2 separate regions of the Rattus norvegicus genome follow, and region 2 is linked to region 1. A link is a contact called in public Hi-C data. All regions are on one chromosome and are shown on one strand. The core of a region is the stretch at or near the end of the contact, and the rest is flanking DNA. Distances in the headings are between cores, read along the strand shown.

Region 1 (6,124 bases), core at 1,215-3,714:
TTCTTCTGTCTCAGAAACTGGCACCATGAGTCCATACTAAAATAAAATGGAAGATACATTGTAGTCCAGGCCTTGCATGTCTTAGAGAATCTTGGCAGTCCTATCATGGGAATGCTCACCCTTGCTCCCAAGCCCACTGGCTTTCCCTCCTGGTTCAGGGTTCTCTCTCACACCACTGAGATCAGGAGGAGGGGCCTCTGCAGATCAGGAGAGGGCTTTGTGGGGTTGAACTTAGGCATTAGAAGGGTCTCTGTGCTGTGCTGGACTTGCCCTCCTGTTCTAGAACTGCAGCTAGGCCCAAAGCTGAGCACTGAAGCTGCAGAACCCTGAGGCTGACAATTGTCCCTGAGGGACAATGCGCTGGCCATTCAGAGTCACCTACCAACTACTGGAGTGTCCCCTGGTTCCACTTCTGAAAGCACAAGGATGAGAGCAGGCATGGGACACAGGCTGACAGTATTTTACAGTACTTAACATTAGTAAGCAGTTAGTTAACGGTATTTACTATTTACATATGGAGAGTGCAGAACAGGGCTTGGGTGGCCATTTGCTCCCCTTGCTGTGTGAGTAGGACTGGCTCCCTGTCACAGGGCATTTCCTATAAGGAGACACAGATTTCTCATTCCCTGGGTAGGGCTACTAAATTAGGGGCTTGGGGTTATACCTCTGAGCTTGCTGAACAGAGGAAAGAAGAAATAGGGGAGAGATTGTGGGTGAAGTAGTTGACTGGAGCTGACAGCGATGTCCTCGTCCTGGGGCCTCCCTTGTGGGTCCTCCATGAAAATCACAAGTCACAGAGCAGAGAGCAGAGAGGGAAGCAGCCAGAGAAGCAGGGACCCTCTACCCAAGACAAGACAGTCATGTGGCTTCTGTTTCCTCCCCAATCTCAGAGAAGCCTAGAAGAAGGAGAGGAAGGAAGAGCTAGATCTGGATGCCATGACTCTGGGCTGTTCAGCCAGGGCAGGGGCCGGGTACCAGCTCCAGCATGAATGAAGGTACAGGTTGTGGTTTGAATAACAATGGCTCCCACCTGCTCATATATTTGATTACTATTGATAGTGAGTGATACTATTTGAAGAGGATTTTTAAAAATCAGGAGGTGTAGCCTTATTGGAGGAAATGTGTCACTGAGGTTTCAAAAGCTCACACACAGGTCAGTGTGTCTCTTTCCCTCTCCCTCTCCCTCTCCCTCTCCCTTTCCTTCTCCCTCTCCCTCTCCCTCTCCTTCCCCTTCTCTCTCTCTCTCCCTCTCCCCCTCCTTCTCCCCCTCCCCCTCCTCCCTCCCCTTCCTCCCTCCCTCTCCCCCTCCCCCTCCCCCCCCCGCCTTCAGATTAGGATGTAGATTGCTGCCATGTTCCCTGCCATGATGATAATGAACTAAACCTCTGAAAGTGTAAGGCAGCCGCAATTAAATGTTTTCCTCTCTAAGAGTTGCCTTGGTCATGGAGCCTCTTCCCAGCAATAGAAGAGTGACTAAGGCAGTGTCTGGGACACTGTGACACTGGTAGGAGATCAACAGGAGACCTGGGGATTGAGAGGGGACTGTTGCAATAGTTGAAGGTGAAAACAGAGTCGTGGGATGCAGCCACAATGTCAGGTGTCATCTGAACCCCCATCACTCAGGAAGAAAGACCAGGGGAACTGAGCATATCCTGTCAGCTTCTTGATTTTGTTTTTGGCTGCCTTTCTTTACAGAGTGTGTTCGTCCACAGGACTGACCACTGGCTGTTTCCAAGTAACTTGTAAGTCCTGCCAAGGCAAAGAAGGGCCTCTTCACCACCACCTTAGCAAGAGGGAAGCCCCGCAGAAGCCAGGTTAGCCAGCCATGACTGGTGCTTCTTGACGAATTCTATCAGTGTGACACTGTAGCCTTCTGCAGAAATGTGACACTGTCCACCTCACCTGTCACTCTCCTCCCAGGGTGTCATGGCACCTGCAAGGCCTGGGACAAAGCTCCACCCTTCACCTTGTGTGAAGCCCATGGCCAAGGCCATGACCTTAATAATATCCCCACTTACAGTAGAACAGCTGCTGTTACTTTACACTCATAGCAACTACGTGTTTCCTGATCAGTGAAGATGAAGCCACAGTCAGGAAGCTCATGGTGGGCAGCGAGGGTGCCGTCCCTGTGTCTGTCTGGCTCCTTGCTTCATCAGGACTGACAGTCCGACCAGGCTTTTCTGGAGGAAGTAAAAAGGTGCTGGCTCAGGGCACAGCTTCATTTGCAGCCAGAGATCCTTCCCGAAGCCTGTCTGTCACACTGCCCAGTATGTCACCCAGAAGTCTCGGCAGTTGATGGCTGTAAGTAGATCTTAATCCTAGTGGCTGCAGCAGCAGAACATTGCCTGGTTCTCATCTCTCCTCTCCTCACTCCTCACCTTCTTTCTGTTTTCTCTCTTCCTACTCTAGCTGCAGTCTCCGTTTTTTTTCTCCCCAAGGCTGATGCAGGCTGCAGGCAACACTGTCGTCAGCAGAGGACGCCAAAGTCTCTTTACACGCCAGAGCCCAAGCCTGGCTCAGGCCTGGAGAGTAGGACCCAGGCAATGGCTCTGTGTTTCAGACATCCATGCTAGGGCTCTGTGTTCCATGCAGGTAAGCATCCAGGCCTTAGGCTTCTGTCATCCAGTGGGGTGGTACACCTGCACACAGAGTCAGCCGATATGCTTGCATTCTCACACACGTACATGGCTTCCTGTGTGTGCTTGCAGTAGTTTGTGTCTCTGTGAGGCCACATAGATTGTCAGTGGCCTCATTTGTATCCGTTCTGGCATGCTTCAGGTGTGCGTCTATGTGCGCTGGTTTGCATAGCTGGATGTACCTGGGCCTCTGTGTCGGTGAGTATCTGGGAATGCTTGTATGTGAAAGGGCATGGTGGGCGTTTGTATGTTGCATGTTCCAACTATCCATCTCTGAGTTTGCTTAACTTCATATGTGTGTAGGTGATGGGGAGAGAGTAGCAGTGAGGGACAGTAATCTGGCTCCCCAGGATGCACATATGACAGCCACATAGTGTCAAAGAGGAAAGTCAGGGACAGATAGTATGTGTATACCTGATCTCTGATCTCAGCGAAGCTGCCTTAGTCATCCCAATTCTAGATTCTGAGCCATAAAGGCCAGGGGACAAACAGCTATCCATCCATGCCCAAGGCTCGACTAGAAGCTCTGTATCTATGATCATGATTGACCATCCTAACAATCTTATGAGCCCACCATGGAATGAAGCCAATAAAGCTCGCCTAAGGTTGACCAGCTGGAAATAGAAACACCAAAACTCAAACTCTAGTCTCTGGTTCCAAAATCCATGCGGTTTCACACTCCCGAAAGCTGCCCTTTCAAGATGTGCTTTCTCCACCCCAGCAAAGATGGCCTGAGTTCAGCTCAGAGCATTCCAGGAGCAGCAGCTGCTTGTGGCTAGAATGACTGAGCTGAGAAATTAATGTTGATGGACAGTTCCTAGGAGTGAAAGAATAAGGGACTATATTTAGCTGTTTGCTGCGGGCTAGTTAGCTGGTAGGGAGGGAGAGGAACAGAGAGAGATAAAGAGGAGTAAAAGGGAGGAGGAGGAGATAGATAGATAGATAGATAGATAGATAGATAGATAGATAGATAGATTATAGGTAGATTGATGGATGGATAGATAGATAGATGGATAGATAGATTATAGGTAGATAGATAGATAGATAGATAGATAGATAGATAGATAGATAGATTATAGGTAGATTGATGGATGGATAGATAGATAGGCCAACAGACAGAAGGGTAGAGAGAGGGAATGAGACCCAGTTGTCTGCTTCCTGGTTGAGTGGTTGAGGCCCTCACTCCCAGAGTTCTGTCTCTGCTGCCACCTCTGCATGGAACACTAATGGGCAGAGACCTCTTGATGAAGGAGGGACATACCTGCTCATGTCACCAGGCTAGTGAGACAGGTGAGCCTCTTCTAGGTCTGAGGGTCTCTTCTCCACATGTCTGACATTGGTGTATGATGGGCTCCATGACCCTGTAGTTTAACATAGTTAGGACACAGGAGTGATTTCTCAGCACTACAAGCATACTCCCAAGGAGGCTCAGAGTTAAATTTGTTTCTCTGATCAGTTTCCCCTCTTGTGGGCCAGAATATCCTACCTCACAAGTGGAGAGCAAGACACTTGCTCTATATCAACAGCGGTTCATTGACCCAATCAGGAACTTACCTGGGCAACAGAGAACCAAGAGTAGCCTTCTCTCCCATTGGGCTCTGTGGTTTCCCCCAACTCTAGTCATTTCCTCCTCAGTAGGCTTTGTCTCTCCCCATGTAACTTGTGAGGCTGGTCCCTTATCCTGCTTTCCAAGCCATCACTTCTCTCCCTTCCACAGTCTATCCCCTAGAAGACATGGAGGAGAAGGCCAGCAGCTTTGGTTCTGGAGGACCTGAAATCCTTCTCAGATATTTTTCCTAAGTGTTTCCTTCCACCCCTCATCTGGATTTCTTTTCTCCTGGGTCCTCCTCTTGTTACAGGAGATTTGAGTCCAGAGGGCAGCTGCTAGAGTGTGCAAGAGACACATGGATAGTTACAGGAAAGGAGGTAGTGTCTAAGGGAGAAATATAGAGGAGCTTGGAGGTGTGTGAGACCTGGCTTATGCTCCCTGGCTCTTAGAAAGCCAGGGCAGGGGCTGCATAACTTTTTAAGGGTCATTTACATAGTACCCACCAGTGAGTTCATGGGCTTTTTGAGCATGGTCCCTTGGCTGAATCAAGCCCAGGTTTCCAGTTGCTCACTGTTTCTCCTTTTATATGTCATCTCTAGAATCTCCTTCTCTGCATCAGGTTGAAAGCATTAATAATAAACTCAAAGTCACTAATAATGCATCTCTGTATGTGATGGCTTGAATGAGCATGGCCCTAATAGGCTTATATATTTAAACATTTGGTCTCTCGGTAGCGGAACTGTTTGGGAAGGGTTGGTGGGTATGACCTTGTCACAGAGATGGGCTTACCAGGCCCAGTATCTGTCTTTCTGTCTCTCTGTCTGTCTCTGTATCTGTCTGTCTCTGTCTCTGTCTGTGACCCGACCCTCCCTTTACCCTTCCCCCTCTCCTGCCTGTAGATCAGGATGTAAAAATCTCAGCTACTTCTCCAGACCATCCCTGCCTGCTGCCACACTTCCCACCAAGGTGATCAGGAACTAACCCTCTGAAATTGTAAGCAAGTCTCCAATGAAATGCTTTCTTTTTTTCTTTTTTTATGAGTTGCCTTGATCATGATATCTTTTCACAGCAACAGAGTAGTGAGTGTCACATTAATGAAAGAAATCAAAACACGTTCTCTTATGGCATTTAACCAAGGATAAGCCCATATTTGAATTCACCACTCCTCTCCCTTGTCTTCTGTCCTCCTCTGTTTATTTGTCTGGCTCTTGAATTGTACCTACTTGAAGCTGTCTGGTGATTCTGTCCCTTTGTCTGTGTTTATGTGTTCTTGTGTGTCTGTCCTTCACAAAGACCTTTACGCTCTCTTTTATTAAACAGCACAGAAAGCATCACATAGGGAAGGAATGAGGGATACTTTCCAGAAATTTCTAACAGAGTTTTACAAGGGATTAAGTAACTGACTCCAACTGACCCCAAATGGCCAAGATAACAAACAAACAAACACTATCAAGCAATACCAGAATGCCGCTTCCAACATTTATGGTGGATGTTCATTTTCAGCCAACTTGTTCTTTCCAGCAAATGATTACCATGACACACACACACACAAACAACATGCAAACACACATGTTTTACTCTTGTGTCAGGGAATGGAAGAGTACATAATAACTTAAGATTAACCTGTGCATTGGCTTAGGTTGGAATAGTTTATTACATGGAAAATGCAAGGCAAGTAACATTGGTTGCTGCATTCTTTTCTTAAAGGCAGGTTAAACAAACAAGTTGAGCACACAGTAGAATATCAGGTTTTGTTCCTGTTTGTTCGTTTATTCATTCACTTTACATTCCAATAGCAGCCCCCTTCCCAGTCCCCTTCACATGGTCCTTCCCCCTTTACCTTTACCGAGAAGGGGGACATCCCCCCTGCGTACCAACCCACCCTGGCACCTCAAGTCACTTCAGGAGTAAGTAAATCCTGGTCTCCCACCGAAGCCAG
Region 2 (6,124 bases), core at 1,075-3,574, 170 kb after region 1:
CCCCCAACCGCACAGGCCCCTTCTGCCAAAGAAATTCCAGGCTGCTTTCTTTGTTTTGTCTGTTTTCTAAGACAGGGTTTCTCTGTGTAATAGCTCTCAGGCTGTAGCAGACCTGGCTGGCCTCAAGCTCACAGAGATCCACCTACCTCTGTCTCCCAAGTGCTGGGATTAAAGGGATGTGTTCCATCACCACTGTCTAAATCCCGAGGTTCTAGCCTTGGCCTCCTGTTTCCTAATCCAGTCTTCCTCTATTTCACTTCATACAGACTTCCCAATGTTATCAACAGAGCCACTTTGACTGAAACTTGTCCCACCCCACCTCCCACATCTTCTCCTGAGAATTTCCTTCACCCATCTTCCTTCCCTCTTAGAAAGCTGATTCCTCCCTTCCCCAGGGCAGTCACCCGGACTCCCACTTCTCAGTTAAGATTCAGCTCAAGGGTTAAATTCCTGGGAAGAACATTGGGGGATGGAGGGAATCCTTGTCATACCTGCCAGGTTACCAAAGCTCCTAGAACTGTGTGCACCACCCTTCAGTTTGCTCAAGAATGTCCTTATGGGGAACTTTTCCTCGATTTTTACTCAACAGAGCCAGAAAGAAAGAAAGAAAGAAAGAAAGAAAGAAAGAAAGAAAGAAAGAAAGAAAGAAAGAAAGAAAGAAAGAAAGGGAGAAAGGGAGAAAGAAAGGGAGAAAGAAAGAAAGAAAGAAAGAAAGAAAGAAAGAAAGAAAGAAAGAGAGAAAGAAAGAAAGATGTTTAAAACTTAGATGAAGAACTAGGGGAACAGAACCTTCTGAGAAACAGCCCAGTATTCACCAAGCCCTTCTCATCCTGAGCATGGCACACAATAGGTGTTCAGTAAAGGTTGGCTGTGTTCTTTTTACTGAACTGACACAAGATTTGGGGCAGTTTGAGGTATGATGGCAGAGGAGGGTAACAGCCAGAAGGGGAACCCCGGGGCACACCACAGTGAGGGGAGGAGGGTCAAGGGATTGTGTAAAAGGAGGTGAAGGAACTTGGAGTCAAGTCCGGGCCTCTGTGCACCCGGTGCAGCGGGCGGCAGGCAACGGCCGGCTAGCTCTCCTCCAGCCCTGCTGGCGTCCAGTCCAACCCGCTCCCTAGGGTGGCGAGACCCCCCGGCTCGCGCGCTCCGCTCCGGGCACTGGGAGGCGTGTGTGTCACTTTAAAAGCTCCCTCCCGGCGCGCGGGGCCGGCCCCTTCCCTGCCAGCGCCGAGGCGAGCGGAGCCGCGAGAGCCCGGCGGCCTTTGAGGGAGCCTGCGCCCGGCCGGGCGGCCAGTCCGGCGGGGCGCGGCGGCGCTCGGGGTAAGCAGGCCAGGCCCGCCGAGCCGGACGGCCAGGGCAGAGCGAGGGCGAAGCGGCTGGGCAGAGAGGCCGGAGCAGCCCCGGTGCCTCGTTTGCCCCATCGGCAGCCACTCGGCGCCCCGGGCCGCGAGGCGCGGAGCCGTGAGCGAGCGCGCTGGAGGCGGTGGAGCCGAGCGGAGGCTGCGCGCCTGGTGTGCCTGGCCCGGCCCGGCGCGCCTCCTCCATCGCCTCCCTGGCGTCTCGCTCGCCCCCTTCTGCTTTCCTTTCCTTCCTCTGCTCAGCCCCGCCGTGCTAATCTTCCCCCGCCCCCCACCTCGTGCTCTCATCTCCACCGTGTTCGACACCCGGTCCCCCAGGCCACGGCCGCGGCCCCTCCCCCGAGACTCGAAGAAATCGGACTTTTCCCAACGTTGATGGAGCCGACTGCCGGGCTGAGCTGAGCGGTTTCTACGGCCGCTCCAGACGCCACCCCGGCGGGAGCACCGACATTCTGGGTCCCGGCTGAGTGCACTCCGGACGCCTAGTAGTGCCAGCTCGGGAAGGGCAGAGCAAGGCAGGGGCAGGACAGACCCCGGAGGGGCTCAGACCTGACGATCTGGAATGGACAGAGAGAATCGCGAACCCAGTGGAGCCCGGGGAATGCCGGGCGTGGGCTGAGGGGATCCCGGCGCCCTCCCCAGCCCTCCGACTTTGACTCAGTCGCCTGGACCGGACTGGTGTTACCTCGGCTCGGGTCACCTGTGGCCTCGGGGCCCCCGAGCTCGCCGGACCCTCGCGACCCGGAGCCTGGCCAGCGTGGTGGGGAGATTTTTTTTTCGCCCCCTTCCCGGGAGCGCGGAGGCCCCGCCCCCTCCCACCGCCCAGATGTCTCCGGTCACCGATCGGAGGACCTTCCTGAGGCCAGGAGCCGAAGGGTCCAGAAAGAGAAGCCCGCCCTAGGGAGCCTTGGGGGCCCCCCAATCTCGTCTTGGGGCTCGGCCCCCGACATTGCTTAGAGGAAAGGCCTCTGCCCCAACCCTCGGTGAGTAGGGGAGTTCGGCTTCGGAGGGAAGGCGGGGCTGGGAGAGGAAGGGTCCTCTGGGTAGGAGGGCACCCTGTGGTCATTGAAAGAAGGGTGAAGAACTGGAGAGGCCCTGTGCTGAACCTGTCTGGCCAAGCTTGGTTGGTGCCTGGGGACGGGGGGGGGGGGGCACGGCTAGAGTGCCCCAGAGGAGGCTGAGGACTCATGCCTCTAAAACAGGGGCTCCTCCACTCTTCCTGTAGATGAGGGGCATGCTGAAAACCATCTGCCTCCACCACCCCTCCCCACAAACAAAATAAATAAATAAATCTCCAGCTAGGAAGGAGGGTGCAGGCAGGGAGAAGAGGGAGGCAGCAGCAGCAGGCTGGTGCAGCAGCCTGGGAGAGCTGACGCCAGGCTCGCTCTTTCTGCAGGGGGCTGCCCTCCTCCAATCCAGTTCCCTCTCCAGCGCTGTTCACATCTGGAGCCCCCTCCACATCTGGAAGACCCTGATCACCGTCCCTCTGCTGGTTCGGCTGCATCTAAAGACCTCTGCCTTTGTAACTGCCTAGGAGTTGCGAGGGGATTGCTGCCTTCCCCCATCCCAAGGGCATCTCTTACCCTTAGTCCTTGCAGAATCATCCCCCTGCCTCCGCATCCAGATTCAGGCAAAGATCAGCTCTGTACACCATTGGCACTTCAAGTCCTGGAAGCTGTTCTTGGGCCCAAGGCCCCTCCCCTTGCCCTCCTGTGTCCTCACCTTGACCCCCCCACCCCCGTCAGATTCTGTCTCCCTCTGGGTGCTCCATCCCCCACCCAGAGGCGAGTAGGTGGAGTGGCAGGCAGCAGGGGCTGGGTGAGGGCCGCCCAAGGCCAGGGTAGGCTGGGGGGCCGTTAAGATGTGGAGCTCTGCCCGTCCGAGGGGGGCTCCGTGGAGGCAGACGAAGTGTGTGCCCCGCTGGGGCGAGTATGGGCAGGCTTGCGGCCACGTGGTGAAGGATGAACATTCGGGGTGCCCCGGACCTCGGGCAGCCCAGTGACGACCCCAACAGTGGTGGAGAAAGAGAGCGGATTCGACAGCGCATGAAGATGGTCATCGGGCAACTTGAAGGCATCCTGAGGGAACTCAAAGAAGTGGCTAAGGAGCTGAGGGAGGTGAGTGAGAGGCCAACAGGGGCCACACAGACCCTCACCCTTCCTGGCTGGGCTCAGCAGTAAAGCATTTACCTGTGTTTGAGTGTGCAATGCTATGTGCACATGGGCTGTTCCGCTGAGGACCACCCTTTCCATTCTCCTTGCCTCAAATCTGTTTTGCTTAAAATCCCTATCCCTGGAGCTAGTAATGGGGCCTTGGTGTGGCAGAGAATGTCTGAGCAGCTATCAGTGAGCCTATCTTTATGGTTAGCACTCAGGGTGCTCAATGAGGACTAAATCTGCCCTACTCCATTCTTAATGGGACACATTCTTCTGAAACCCAAGCTGCCCCTTGACCCCACTGTTTGCCTCCTGGACTCTGAGCAAGGACTCTAGGAGAGTGGATGGCTCTGTTAGTCAATCCTCACTGCTTGGGGCCTAGCTCAAAAAGATTTACTTCAGGGATCAGATATTCCAAACTCTTATTTCCAAAGGCAGAGAGGAGTTAAAACCAGCTGCAGCCTCCCTGCCCTGGGGTCAAAAGGTGGCCAGGAGCTGCTGGTAAGGATCAGAGGTCCTTCTGTTCATTGAAGAAAAAATGGAATTCTTTTTAATGGAGCTGAGTCCCCACCCCAACCCCCAACCCGCGACAGGACATGCTTCTGGGTGTTTTTTTGCAAGGACCAAAAAGTCACAGAGAAAGCCTCTCTGTCTTTCTAAGCAGAGCCTAGTTTAATTACTGCTTCCCAGATTGCTGGAGTAATGAGGTACACATGTCTTCCACCCTGCCCCCTGGGCTGTGTTCAAGTCTAAAATGCATGACCAGCATTCTGAGCCGCTGGCCTGAATTTGCCCGCTGGGTCCCATTTCACCAGCCAGGTGGGCTTTAGGCAACTTTCAACTGATTGTAACCAGGGCCCCTGCAGAGAGAGAGGGAGAATGGATCATTCTGAGTTATGGACTCCAGCTCCCCCACCAGCTATGTTTGGGGAAGGAGGCTCTAGGAAGCTGAGGAAATGGGCAAGCCTTGGGCCATGCCTTTGCAGCATGGTCTGAATCCAAGCCAGGGAGAGCGGTTGTTTGAAGGGAGCTGTGAATTGAAGTCAGGCCTCTTAAAAGCAGTGTAGCCAATGGTCCAGGGTCTGCTTCATGAATCCTGCCAGGAGATAACTCACCAGAGACAGGACTGAGAGGTGGTAGTGCTCCTGCCCATATGCTGGGCTGCTGGGCTCTGGGTTCCATAATACAATTTGGACACCAAAGACCACAGCCCCTAAACAATCTTCCTCTGACCTCATGAATCCAGAGGATTAGGAAACCCCTCCCCACCCCCAGCCTGTCTTATTCTGGATGTTCTGCAGTTTTATCAGGGCCATGGGAACTATCCAAACTGTCAGTCTCAGGCCTGGACATGGGACCCCAACATGAGCTGGTATTTTCTATAATCCTGGGGGTTAGCCTTTGTACAACTCCCAGTGGGGCATCTTCCAGACCCCTGCCTCTTCTGCCTCAGCGTAGTTATCAAGAACCTGGCGGGGCCCTGGGTTCGGTCCCCAGCTCCGAAAAAAAGAACCAAAAAAAAAAGAACCTGGCGGGATCTCACAGGTAGTTCAGACAAGCCCTATCCACTTAACTATTGAAGAAACTGGGGCCCAGAGAGGAATAGGGGCTTGCCCAGAGCCACACAACCCACCCATAACAGGATTGAGCCTAGAACTCAAGATTCCCAATACCTATTTGAAACTTCACAGGAAGGCTGCTGTATAACTTCAGCGTTTTGACAACTTCTGAGGGATGCCTGATGCTTGAGTTGTGCCCAAGTGCCAGGGTTAACTTATGGAGCTTTTAGATGCCTCCATCATCCCTTTCAGACTTACTGATTCCCATGCCCCTCACCCCAGCACTCTAGGTGATAGTCTGTACACCCCAGAGGTCTGAGCCAGGACAGAGTGATGAGTCCCCTCCCCCCACATCTGTAGGCCATGTGTCTCCACCCAAGACTTTGGCAGGTTGCTATGGAAACCAGAGTCTACCCCGTATGCCACTGCCTGCCCGCTGCCAATGGTACCCAGCTGGGTGGAGGTTGAGCCTCAGAGCTCCCTAGTTCCCCCAGAAAGGGATGTGTGCATAGGGTGCTGGACAGAGAGGAAGAGAGACCCAAACGGAGAAGAGATGTCATTACCAACTTCCTGTGGGCTGGAGGTTGTTGGGAACAGGAGTATCTATGGAGCTCAGGTCCTGGTATCAAACTTCTGGTGTAGCTCTAGGTCCTTCAGGAAGACATAAAGCTGATTTGGCTGGCTCCATTCAGGCCCTCTGTAGTGCTTCTCTATCAGCGCTGTGGCGGGCCCATGGTAGAATGAGCAAGCCCCTATTCCCTCATCATACCCGATGTCAGCACCTGCCAGCTCAGCCCAAATACTTAAGTATGGAGACCAGGGTTACAAACATGGTTGGCGGGGGTATTGCACAGGAACCTTGTTGAAAGGAGCCGGGCAGCAAGAAGCGGGCTCTGCTGTCTGTACCTCCTCTTCCCTGCCAGTCACCACTAGCCCTGGAAGACACCCACACACACACTCCTGAGCACAAAGCCTGAAATTGACCGAAAGATGCAAGCCACCAAAGCCTCTGCTCTAAGCCCCTGAGCCTCCTTTTGCTCCTCTCAGA

Evidence for each region. Hi-C and Micro-C count contacts between places; a contact is called where the count stands out from the background.
Region 2: a contact with region 1 is called in a Hi-C map of Schwann cells, with 4 times the contacts expected there. The contact joins the promoter of Insyn1 here to the enhancer-like site in region 1. A contact is called at or near these places in 3 of 12 Hi-C or Micro-C datasets (the A7r5 cell line, Schwann cells and frontal cortex).

What each region holds. Positions count from the first base shown.
Region 1 is chr8:67,626,842-67,632,965 of GRCr8, forward strand. No RefSeq gene overlaps it. Among named protein-coding and RNA genes, the nearest start is that of Loxl1, 18 kb to the left of the region's middle. Within about 2 kb of position 2,465, at least 4 of the 93 cell types and tissues checked have an H3K27ac peak or open chromatin away from gene starts, as enhancers often do. A contact at or near this core is called in Schwann cells, where this site is marked.
Region 2 is chr8:67,797,665-67,803,788 of GRCr8, forward strand. Insyn1 (inhibitory synaptic factor 1) reads left to right here and starts at 2,325. Exons shown (of 3, transcript NM_001113791.1): 1 at 2,325-2,344; 2 at 2,758-3,478. The coding sequence starts at 3,323.